Linked DNA regions of Rattus norvegicus: region 2 is linked to region 1. A link is a contact called in public Hi-C data. All regions are on one chromosome and are shown on one strand. Each heading gives the region's core, a stretch centred on a gene start, on an enhancer-like site or on the middle of the called end of the contact. The rest is flanking DNA. Distances are from core to core; before and after follow the strand shown. Region 1 holds the start of Kat2b (lysine acetyltransferase 2B). Region 2 overlaps Kat2b (lysine acetyltransferase 2B).

Region 1 (5,723 bases), core at 1,781-4,280:
TAAAAGAAAAAAATGTCAAAAAGAACTTGATCTGAGAACAGCAGTCACTTAGTTGTGTCCGAAAGATGAATAGGCCTTAGTATGCCAGTCCTTGAGGATAGACCCCCTTCACGATGAGCACTGTTCTCTCCTATTTACATGGCAACAGAACTTTTAATCTAATTAAGTAACTTCAAGGTAGGGTCTCATTGTGTAGCCTTGCTGGCTTCCGGATCATTAGGTACCCAAGACTGGCTTTTAACTTGCTTCCAATATCTGGGATTACAATCGGGAATCATTACCCCAGGCTACCACACCATTCTGTAGAAAGGGAAGTATGGCAATTGCCCATCCTTAGAATTTAAAATACCTTAGGAAAGAGAGGAGGGTGGGAGTAGCAGGCTTTCTTGAGATCCATTCCGGAAAGCGCGGTCCCCGGTCCCCCCCCCCCCCCCCCCCCACCTCGCGCGCCAAAGCTTGGCTATTTAAAAAGAATCGTTTTGGGTTTATTGGTTTTAAGTGTGTGTGTGTTTTGCCTGTATGTAACGTATGCATGTGTCCCATGTGCTTGCCTGGTACCCATGGAGGTCGGAAGGAGTGGATCTCTTGGAACTGGAGTTAAAATGGCTGTGAGTGGCCATGTGGATGATAGGAATTGAACCCGGGTTCTCTGCAAAAGCAACAGTGCTCTGAACTGCTGCCCACCTCACCAGCACCAAGCCTGGCTATTTTACGTGCTTGTTTTTACTTTTTGAGACAGGATCTCACTATGTAGCCTACCAGCCTCTGCCTTCTAAGTGCTGGGATTACCGGCATGAGTAACCAGTGCCTACATAGGTTTCTTTTCTAAAACATTACCTTTAATCTACTCTGCGACACTTTTTTTTTCTTTTTAGACAAAGATAAGGAACTCAGATCTATTTCTGACTGGGTGGAGATAAGACATTTGAAGCTGCCTGAAACAAAACACACGGGTCTCAAAGACTATTCCCTCCCATCTGGGCCTGTCAAATCACCAGCTGTATACATGCTTTTAATAATCCCAGCTCTCAGAAGGCAGAGGCAGGAGGACTTATGTGAGTTCATGGGTGGCCAGCCTGGTTTACAAATTGAATTCCAGGACAGCTAGGCCATCTGTCTCAAAACCCTGTCTCGAAAAGCGACAAAATATCATCTGCCCAGGTGACCAGTTTTTAGGAAAACTGATATACCCACAAACACATTAAGGAGATGGGAAAAGTTTTCAACCTCTTAAATGAGATGATGTTCTTATACTTACCCATAAGCCCCTCTGTGCAGTCACTTACAGGCTGCTAGACTGACTGCTATACTTGCTGACCTCTTAACTCAAAAGGTTTATTTTTGACTTTCCCACCGTTCTTCTTTGGTTTCTGGCCAAAAGCATAAGAATACTGTCCCCCGACCCTCTGGGCATTCTCTGCTTTTCTCTGAAGGATATACACACCCCAACCCACCTTCTGTACAGCTGCTTACACCCCATCCAGCTCCAAGAGCAGAGCAGACTTTCTTTTCTGGACTCTAAAAATGAGCCAGTTTCTCTCTTCCTTCTCTGTTTTCTTCTGGGCAGCCGCCAGGATTTATAGCTCACTGCAATACAATGGGCCTCAAGCTTCCTTCAGAATCCATTTAAAAAGTGTTAGAAGAAGGACACTAGGAACAGACAAGAGAACCTACATCCCCCAATAATGGTTTAATGACAGACATTATTGTAGGAGCAGCTGTAGAAAGGACAGGACAGCGATGTAAAACCTGATGAGTTTTTCTGTTTGTTTTCTTTTTCTTGCTTGTTTGTTTATATACAAGATTTCACTGCGTAGTCCTGGCTGACCTGGAACTCTTAACTTAGACTAGAATGCCTAAAACTCAGAGACTGGCCTGTCTCTGATTCTGTAATTCTGAGGTCAAAGGTGAGGACCAACACACCTGGCCTTATCGGTTTATTAATTAATTAATTAATTAATTGTTGAGGAAAGAGTCTCACTCTATTGAGCTTCCACAGTGGGCTAAGGTCAAGCCTAGGTAGGGGGCGTTGGTCAAATATAGGCCAGGAAGACTGCAATTTCCCAGCCGTAGGCTTCATTCCTTTGAGAAGAAACTCCCCCCCCCCCCCCCCCCCCCGCATAGCATTGCTCTGCGTTAAAAGGACACAGAATCTGGAAAAACGCATCTTGAAACATAAAGTGTAATTTTTAGCAGGACCGACTGGTAAACGAGTATTTGCAAGGGAAAGCACATCCCATATGGCTGGAGTTCAGCAGGAGCTGCCAAGCTTGTGAGACAAACCAATCACAAACTCATTACGATCATTGTCCCACATCATGACTATGCTTGCTCCGCAGAATTAGGGCACTTGAAACGGTGCTGACAGGCAATGCAGGGCTTTTCAAGTCGCTTTAGAAAGGTTGACCCATGGTGAACAACCGAAACAACCTCTTTCTGCCATCAGAGACAGGGACAATAATTTTGCTTTTGAAGTTTAAGTCAAAATTGGTATCACTTTCCTGGACGCTGTCTTTCTGGTTAACTTGCATGCCCGGATTTCGTCTTTGAAAATATAATAGACAATAAACTAGCAGCAGACTTTAGCCAGCCCGGAGTGAACCCTGCAGGCAGACTCATTTCAAACTTTTTCCACGCGTTTAGTTTTCATTTTGCCGACATGTAATGTACTCTAACCAACAAGTATTATATACGTGTGAATACACACACACACACACACACACACAGAGAGAGAGAGAGAGAGAGAGAGAGAGAGAGAGAGAGAGAGAGAGAATTGAGTCTTCTCTCTTTGGTCATATTCGGTTCAGAAACTACCAGGGAAAGAGGATGGGGAAGAATCCTTAAAAGAAAAAGTTTAGCCCAAAGTAAAAAAAAAAAAAAAACACAAAAAAACAAAACACCCCTTCACGCCATGATTTTGGTGAATTAGCAACAAAGAGGAGGATTGGCCGCTGACGGGTACTTCTGGAAAACATTTTTTCCTCCGGCTCCCGCTAGGGTGGAGGAAGTTGGGTCTCGGCGCGGGAGGGTGTCAGGCCCAGGGACGCCAGCAGCGCAGGGCGGCAGGTGCCTGGGCTGCAGCGGCCCGGCCTCGCGGGTCGCCGGTCACCTACGGGCCCTGGCGCTCCGGGCGGGCGGCTACGCTTGCAGCAGCATGCCGGAGGCCCAGGGGAGCAGAGCGCGGTCAGGGCGCTCGGGCCCGCTAGCGTCCTAGCCTCCCGGGGAGGCGCGGGGGCCTGCGATCGCTGGCGGCCGAGCGCGGCGGGGGCGGGGAGGGCGCAGGGCGGCGGCCGAGGGGGGAGGGTCTCGGCTCCGCCACCGGCGCCCGCGGGGACCCTGGCGGCTGCGGGTGACAGTCGGGGCGGCATGGCTGAGGCTGGTGGGGTCGGGCCCCCAGCACTGCCGCCCGCGCCCCCGCACGGTTCTCCCCGGACCCTGGCCACCGCCGCCGGGAGCTCTGCTTCCTGCGGGCCAGCGACCGCCGTGGCCGCGGCGGGCACGGCAGAAGGACCGGGAGGAGGCGGCTCGGCCCGGATCGCCGTGAAGAAGGCGCAGCTGCGCTCTGCTCCGCGGGCGAAGAAACTGGAGAAACTCGGCGTGTACTCCGCCTGCAAGGTACCCGCTGGGAAGAACACAATCGCGGGGTCACGGGCGGGCCGGGACCCCCACCCCTCCCCCACCGTACTCCCAGCTTCCCGCCGGCACCGCGGAAGTGCTACATTCTCTACGCGCGCTCTGCCGCTGCGGCTCGCACAGCGTCTCACTGGGGCAGGGGTAGGGGGTCATCTAGATCTGGCTGTGTTCTTCTTCTGGGAAGGATGAGTCTTGGCTTTCGAGCGCTCGGGGTACTCTGGGGCTTTTCCTCTCTGTAGGAACTCGCCGGAGCCCTTTCACAGGGAGCGTAACTGTGCTTGGTGTGGCGGATCAGTCGGGGCTGGGAAGCAGCATTTTGGGGTTGGGGGCATCTTAATGTGTCTCCCTGCGTTCTCTCTCCCCATTGAGCCCCGCTAGGAGGAGCTGGGCTGTGGAGTGAGCGTCCAGAAGTGTCCTGGAATCCTGGCGCTCCGCGGGAGTGAAGGGGCGGAGCACGGGGTGGGAGGTGGGCACTGCCCCAAGCCCGGGTCCTTTGGCGCCTGGCGGCCTCGGCCGTGCGGCGACGGCCCTGTCATTATTGTTATTACTTATTTAAGCGAAAGCGCGATCCTGGCGGCTTAGAGTGTAAACAGGGTCTGGCAAGGTGACAGCCCGGGCGGCGAGCGGGTCTGCTCAGTTTGAGCACAGCTTTCTTGTCATTTTCCCTCCCAGAGGGTTTTAGGCACCTCGGGGCATCCAGCTATAGAGCACGTGTAGGGGGGCTCTGCTCCCCAGGCCGCATTGGAGAGCTACTCCGCGCTGTAGACCGCGGCTTTGTTTTGACAGGGTGACAGCAGAAGTGGGGCGGGGACTTGGCCTTGTTAGCTCGCGCGGCCTGTGGTTGGGACCGGGGAGAGGCGCACTCACACCTCCCTTCAGAGTTGCTTGCTGTCAAAGGAGTCACGTCCCCAGCATTCAGATTCTCATCCCCACTTCCGACTGTACAGCGAGGATGAATAAACCTGGTAGATGACATTCCTCCCGGGGGATTCTTGTTGTAATGTTTACTGGAGCTTCAAGGACCTTGGATGGTCTCAAGCATGGCCTTCCATTGTGACCAACTCCTGTTTATCCATGCTGTCACCCTCTATTTAGGTCGTGCACCCGCTGTGCCTTCCTGAGAGGGCACCAGTGCAGTGCTTTATACACATTGATAAGCTTTGTGATCGCTCTCTTGGAACTGCTGTTGCTAAATTAGGAGGTTGGGGTGGGGTCTGAGGATTTACATTTCTAATAAAGCCCCAGGAGTTGCGGAGTGGCAATTGAGAATACTTTCTTCGAGAAGCAAGTATATTACTACTTTTGAATTCTTCAAAGGAGCCGAGAAATACTAACGCCACGTGGTGTATCCTAAGGTTTGCAAAAATAAAATTGAAGTACGTGTCGAAGAAATGGGAAAAGCAAGGGGTTCTACTCCAATAGCTAAAGACTTCCTTTTTTTTTTTTTTTTTTTTTTTCTTTTTTTCGGAGCTGGGGACCGAACCCAGGGCCTTGCGGTTGCTAGGCAAGTGCTCTACCACTGAGCTAAATCCCCAACCCCAGCTAAAGACTTCCTAAGTCTTACAGTCCAACAATCTGTCCATCCTAAAACCTTCCTTAGACAGGACCTCTGGTGTTGCATGCAGGGAAGAGAGTGGCTGACAGAACTCAGAGCAAGTTCAGGGACTTAATAAATAGGCTTGGCTTTTGCAGCTGCTTTAGACTCATTGGTAAACTCAGTCAGCTATGTAGTCCTGCTTTTACTGAAAAGTATTAGCCTGAGTTCCATCACCAGTATCCCCCCCTCCATGCTGCCTGCCATCCTGTAGTACCAGAAAACATTCCTGTAGTTGTACACATGCATTCTTTCTAAATTCCCCCAGGTCTTCCTATGAAGTCCAGGATGGCCTTGAACTCCTGTCTGCCTGCGATTACAGCTCTACCACCATGCTCCTCCCCTGACCCACCCCAATACTTTGTATCATTCATTAGTGAAACTTCAAGTGTATAACTTGAGTATTTCTTGGTCATATTTTCTGACAAACTCAGAGGAAAGATAAACCTGTTATTCAAGCTCTTTCTTCCTGCTTTTGAGAAACTTTGAAAGTAAT
Region 2 (5,723 bases), core at 1,764-4,263, 85 kb after region 1:
AAAGCATGAGGTGCTGGCTCTAGGCCATGCAGCCTGCTGTGAGTTAAGTCTGGATCAATAGATACTTCTAGAAAGAAAAGTATCTTCCAAAAAAGAGGTGCTGAGAATATAAAAATGACTGCTTTTTTTTTTTTCCGGAGCTGGGGACCGAACCCAGGGCCTTACGCTTGCTAGGCAAGCGCTCTACCACTGAGCTAAATCCCCAGCCCCAAATGACTGCTGTTTTATGGTGCGTTTCAAGAGTTTAGAACCTGTTGTCTTAATGATATTTAATTAATTATTATTATTTTTTATTTTCATTGCTTTTATGTTGTTATTATGTTGTGTGAGTGAGTCACTCTTGTATAGAGGCTAGGGGACAACTTTCAGTAGTCAGTTCTCTCCTTTAGTTGTGGATTCTGGGCCTCAAACTGAAGTCATCAGTTTTGTGCAGTGAACACCTTCGCCTGATACTCCATCGTATTGGTTCTCTCCTTAAAATGAACACCGACTTACTTAATGTGCCTGTGTGTATGTGTGTTCATGCACCTGTGGAGACACCATGCCATGGTGTGAATACGGAGCTTAGAGAGGCCAGTATGAAGGGATGGTCTTTGTCCAGGCATTGAACTTAGGTTGTCAGGTTTCGTGTCATGCACCCTTACCTGCTAAGCCACTGATCTCCCAATTCAGAATTTTTACATGTATTTTTGTTTACTTATGACATATGTCTGAGTATATGCCATATATGTGTGGCTGCCCACAGAAGTCAGAAAGGGGCATTGGCTGGCTGGAGCTGTAGGCACTTGTGAGCCTCCCAGTATGGGTGCTTGAAAACAAGCTTGGGTCCCTGTAGGACAGCAGGCATTGTGAACTGCTGAGCCTTTTCTCCAGCTCTTCTACCCTCCTTAAAGTTGGAAAATCATGCCAAGTGTTCTATACTAGTGTGGCTATGTCTGCTTGTATGCTACAACAGCAGCTGAGTTGTTGAGAGAGACCATGTCATTAAAAATAGCTAAAATATTTTATTTTATTGTTTACATTATGTGCATATGTGTCTCTCTGTGTGGGATTATGTATATGTGCAAATGCAGGTGCCCAAAGAGGCCAGGAAAGGATGTCAGATACTCTGGCCTGGAGTTACAGGCAGTTGTGAGCTCCCAGTGTGTTTTCTGTAGGACCCACACTCGGGTCCTCTCGAAGAGCAGTGCATATTCTTAACCACAGAGCCATCTTTCTAACACTCTACAATATTGTCTTAAAAATAACTTTTGTGTTGATACATGTGTTCACATGGGTGCAGCAGGATACCAGTGCCCGTGTGTGGCAGATGCTCTCAAAACAAAAACAAACACAGAATTTGGTTTTTGACCAATCTCAGTAGTCACCTTGCTCTGCCGTTGACCACCAGATCCACTTGAACTCCTAGGTGCAGGTGTACACCCTGGTCCTCATATTGTGAGGCAAGTGCTTTAGTCACTGTGCTGTCTCCTCAGCCCTTCTAAAATGTTTTCTATAGGTTCTCTTACAGAACAGTTTTCCTAAGCAGAAGTGATGTGTATACTCCCTGTCACTAGAGAAGCTGAGGCAGGAGGATGTTAGTTCAAGGCCAGATTATACATACAAGCAAGACCCTGTCTCTGAAACAACAACAACGTTTTCTGATGCCTAATCCATAGAAAATATAATGCAGATGCACACATTAACTTTTCGCAATGCTGACTTGTCTACTGACTTCATTCACTTACTTTTGTGTCTGTGGTTTCTCAGGCCTATGTATGTGTAAAGTCTAGAAGAGGGTATTCAGTATCTTCCCCTCCAACTTTCTTCAAGCCTTTCTAGATGGGGTCTTCTTTTCTTTTCTTTTCTTTTCTTTTCTTTTCTTTTCTTTTCTTTTCTTTTCTTTTCTTTCCTTTCCTTTCCTTTCCTTTCCTTTCCTTTCCTTTCTTTTCTTTTCTTTTTCGGAGCTGGGGACCGAACCCAGGGCCTTGCGCTTGCTAGGCAAGTGCTCTACCACTGAGCTAAATCCCCAACCCCTCGAGATGGGGTCTTTTTTTTTTTTTTTTTTGGTTCTTTTTTTCGGAGCTGGGAACCGAACCCAGGGCCTTGCGCTTCCTAGGTAAGCGCTCTACCACTGAGCTAAATCCCCAGCCCCTCGAGATGGGGTCTTAACCTGGGGCTCTTGCTTATTTTCTTGGCTAGGCTGGAAGCCAGCAAGCCCCAGTGACCCTTCTGTCTATGCCTTCTGTGGAGCTGGGGTTACAAGTGTACAACAGGATGCTCCTGGCTTATTCCGTGGATACTGGGATCCACACTCCGGTCTGCCTGATTATACAGTAGATCCTTTAACTGCTGAGTCATCTACCTAGCCTACTTAATCCACCTTTCCATTTTGTCTTCATAACTTGTGGGGCGAGGAGGCACAGGTACTCCTGTGCCCATGTAACTAAGACCCTGAAATTCACCTCAGAGTATTGTTAGAACGCAGAATGATGTCACGTGATCCAGTCCACCACTTTCAAAGAAAAGCCCATTGTAATCTATTCTTGTCTTCTGGATCTCAGACCAATTTTCTGTCAGCACATTCGGCCAGAGATGAGGCCGCAAGGCTGGAAGAACGCAGGGGCGTCATTGAATTCCACGTGGTGGGCAATTCCCTGAACCAGAAACCAAATAAGAAGATGCTGATGTGGCTGGTGGGCCTACAGAATGTGTTTTCCCACCAGCTTCCCCGCATGCCCAAAGAGTACATCACACGGCTTGTCTTTGACCCGTAAGTTCAACTCATCTTCCTTATTCCTTCTCCAGTACAGGGGGAATAATTCAGATAGTGACACTCGGCCTTTGGAATGCAGCTGCCTCCTGTCCTGCTATTGACAGACTCACTGATATAATTTTTCATGGCAAGATCACTAGGATTAACTTATCAACAATTTTTACACGTTCTTATTAATAGACTGAAATTTTATAGCTTAAGTTGCCGGGGTTGGTGAGATGACTCAGCGGGTAAAGTCTTTTGGGTTGCTGCCAAGCCTGACGATCTGCGATCAATCCCCGGGGCCTATGTGGTAGAAGGCGAGAAGCAACTCTCACAAACTGTTCTCTGACTTCAACACATGAGTGACGTTCACTTATGTGACTGTGTGTGCTCGCACACACTCAGCTCTACACACGAATGAATGAATGAAGTAACACAAAAAGCTGATGTACCACTTTCTTTTTTAGCCATGGAACATAGCAACACTAGGGCAGTACTAGGGTGTTTTAGTTCATAGTCAATACATTCTTGTCTTTGTTGTAGTAACCGTGTACCACTGTAGACCATGTACCCATAGGTAGGGTTGCTCCAAAGTGTCATTGGATCTTCAGATGAAGTACAGTGGACAGCACAATCTGTTATGCCATATGCTCTGTAAACCTTGGGAAAATTATTGGGATTTAGGATAGGTTAACCTAGAAAATCGAAAAACTGAAACAAAACAGCCAAGGATGAGGATGTAGCTCAGGGCTCCCCTAGCATGAACAAAGCCCTAGGTTTATTACACAGTTCTACAAACAAACAAAATAAAAAACAAAACAAAACAAACAAACAAACAAAAAACCCCAACAACAAGTAGGCAGATGTCTCCGGCTGGCTATATTTTGACCTAGTTATTCAGACAGCCTGTGTGAAATGCGTCCTGTGCATCTGGCAAGTCAGAGTGAGACAGTCTGGTGAGATTCCACACTGCGGGGCTTGACAGATCCTACATGTGAATGTTGTGTTTTTTGGTATAATGTCACTATCTGTGTAAGTGTGAACTCTTCAGAAATGCGTGCCATTCTGTGTACAGCTTTGAGCTCTCTCTCCACCTCCCATAGCCCGTGCCTAGGCATTGGGATGCCGGTTTCAGAGCCTCTCCAAGCACACACCTACGGGCTCAGGCTCTTCTTAGGGAAGGCTTCCTTTGTTTTGGTGGGAGCTCTGATAAAGTAGGCTTGCCTCCTAGAGTCCAGGGAAATGGCTGCTTAGAATCTAGATGAAAGAATTTCCCCCATCCGCCTCCAAGCCTCTTTAGCCAACAAGGAACATCTCCAAACATGTTTTACATAACCCAAAAAGATAAAACTTTGACTCGACCTTATTTTATTTTTCAGGAAACACAAAACCCTTGCTTTAATTAAAGATGGCCGTGTCATTGGTGGTATCTGTTTCCGGATGTTTCCATCCCAGGGATTTACAGAGATTGTTTTCTGTGCGGTAACCTCAAATGAACAGGTCAAGGTAAGAGACACCCAGGACCTTAGCAGGGAAGCGGAGGCAGTGCTGTGCTGGGCTGTGCCGCACGGGAGTTCCCTCTAGGCTCGTCTCAGAGGGGCAGGCCTTCCTTAGAAGTTCTCCACTGTGTGTGTGTGGGGACAGTGCACTGGCCTGAATATTCTCAGTAGGGTTACACACAGGCTTTGTCCAAGCTGAGCATGTATTCTGACAGATGGCAGACAGAGGTTTGAAAGTATACCTGTGATTATTGTTAATTTACATGTAACAGATGCAGAAAATCAGATGGGCAGACAGACACAGACACGGACACACACACTCACACACACAGAGACAGACACAAATAGACAGATACAGAGAGACAGACACAAGTAGACAGACAGACACACATACACGATTTAGTTATCTCACACACTTAAGTGGGAGTCTCATGACCTTGTCTGTAGAGATGAGTATTAAGGAAACCCCAGAAGGGGTTGAATGTGATGGCCCACAGATTTAATCCCAGTAAGTAGGAAGGAGAGGTAGGCAGATCTCTGAATTTGAGGCCAGCTTGGTCTACCTATTATATTAAGTCCAGGATAGCCCAGAAGACCCTGTCTAAAAATAAAAACAGGCAGAAAAATTATGACAAATTTCAATATAAACAAAGTATTTACATGCATTTGGTTCTGAGCATTCCCTTGAACCCAGAGGTCTGTTTAGCATTTTGCCACACAGAGCTGAAACCCTATTCCCTCACGTAGGTTTTGGTCTTGCTGGAGTACTCCTCTGCCCCTCCCATGTTGTCTCTGGCACAGGTCCTCTGTTCCTTGGAGGTAAAACTGTGCTTTCTTAGGGTTGACTTGGTTTGCCCGGAATAACCCAGATGTGCTGGGTCCAAAGAGCTCTAGACCCTGTCAGATTCTACTCTTTCTCTGAGGACGTGGCTTTCATCTAAGAACGTTATGCTTTTTTAGCATTCAACTCTAGAGCAGTGGTTCACAACTTTCCTAAAGCTGCAACCCTTTAATACAGTTCCTCATGCTGTGCCGACCCCCAGACTGAAAATTACTTTGGTTACTACTTCACAACTGTAATTTTGCTAGTTATAAATTGTAACGTAAATATCTGATATGCAGGATATTTGATATCTGACCGGAAAGGGGTTAAGACCCACAGGTTGCGGACAGATGCAAGCATGTGAAGAAACCCTGTCAATAGGGGCTGTGAATAGTTTAGGGGTCAGTGGCAGCTGCACAAAGAGTTGTTTTAGGGCCTGAGGCAAGTTGTTCAACAGAATATGTGGAGACTGCACACACGAGCCATCAACGTATGTAGTCTAAACTTTTTAGAAAATCTACTTCAAAAAAGCAGGTAAAGGCAGGAGAGGTCATTTTTTTCAAGTATATTTCACTGAACTTAAAATTCAGCATCATGAGGAATTGTCAACATCGTCTATATTCTCTGCACTAAGGCTTTGAAACTGCGGTGTAGTTTACACCCA

The links. Hi-C and Micro-C count contacts between places; a contact is called where the count stands out from the background.
Region 2: a Hi-C map of the A7r5 cell line shows a contact between it and region 1, with 1.9 times the contacts expected there. The contact joins the enhancer-like site here to the promoter of Kat2b in region 1. A contact is called at or near these places in 3 of 12 Hi-C or Micro-C datasets (the A7r5 cell line, Schwann cells and psoas muscle).

Annotation. Positions count from the first base shown.
Region 1 is chr9:6,796,115-6,801,837 of GRCr8, forward strand. It overlaps Kat2b (lysine acetyltransferase 2B), which reads left to right and starts at 3,031. Exons shown (of 18, transcript NM_001024252.2): 1 at 3,031-3,615. The coding sequence starts at 3,367.
Region 2 is chr9:6,881,473-6,887,195 of GRCr8, forward strand. Kat2b (lysine acetyltransferase 2B) reads left to right here. Exons shown (of 18, transcript NM_001024252.2): 10 at 2,544-2,752; 11 at 4,117-4,243. Among named protein-coding and RNA genes, the nearest start is that of Sgo1, 40 kb to the right of the region's middle. Within about 2 kb of position 3,014, at least 7 of the 93 cell types and tissues checked have an H3K27ac peak or open chromatin away from gene starts, as enhancers often do. A contact at or near this core is called in the A7r5 cell line, where this site is marked.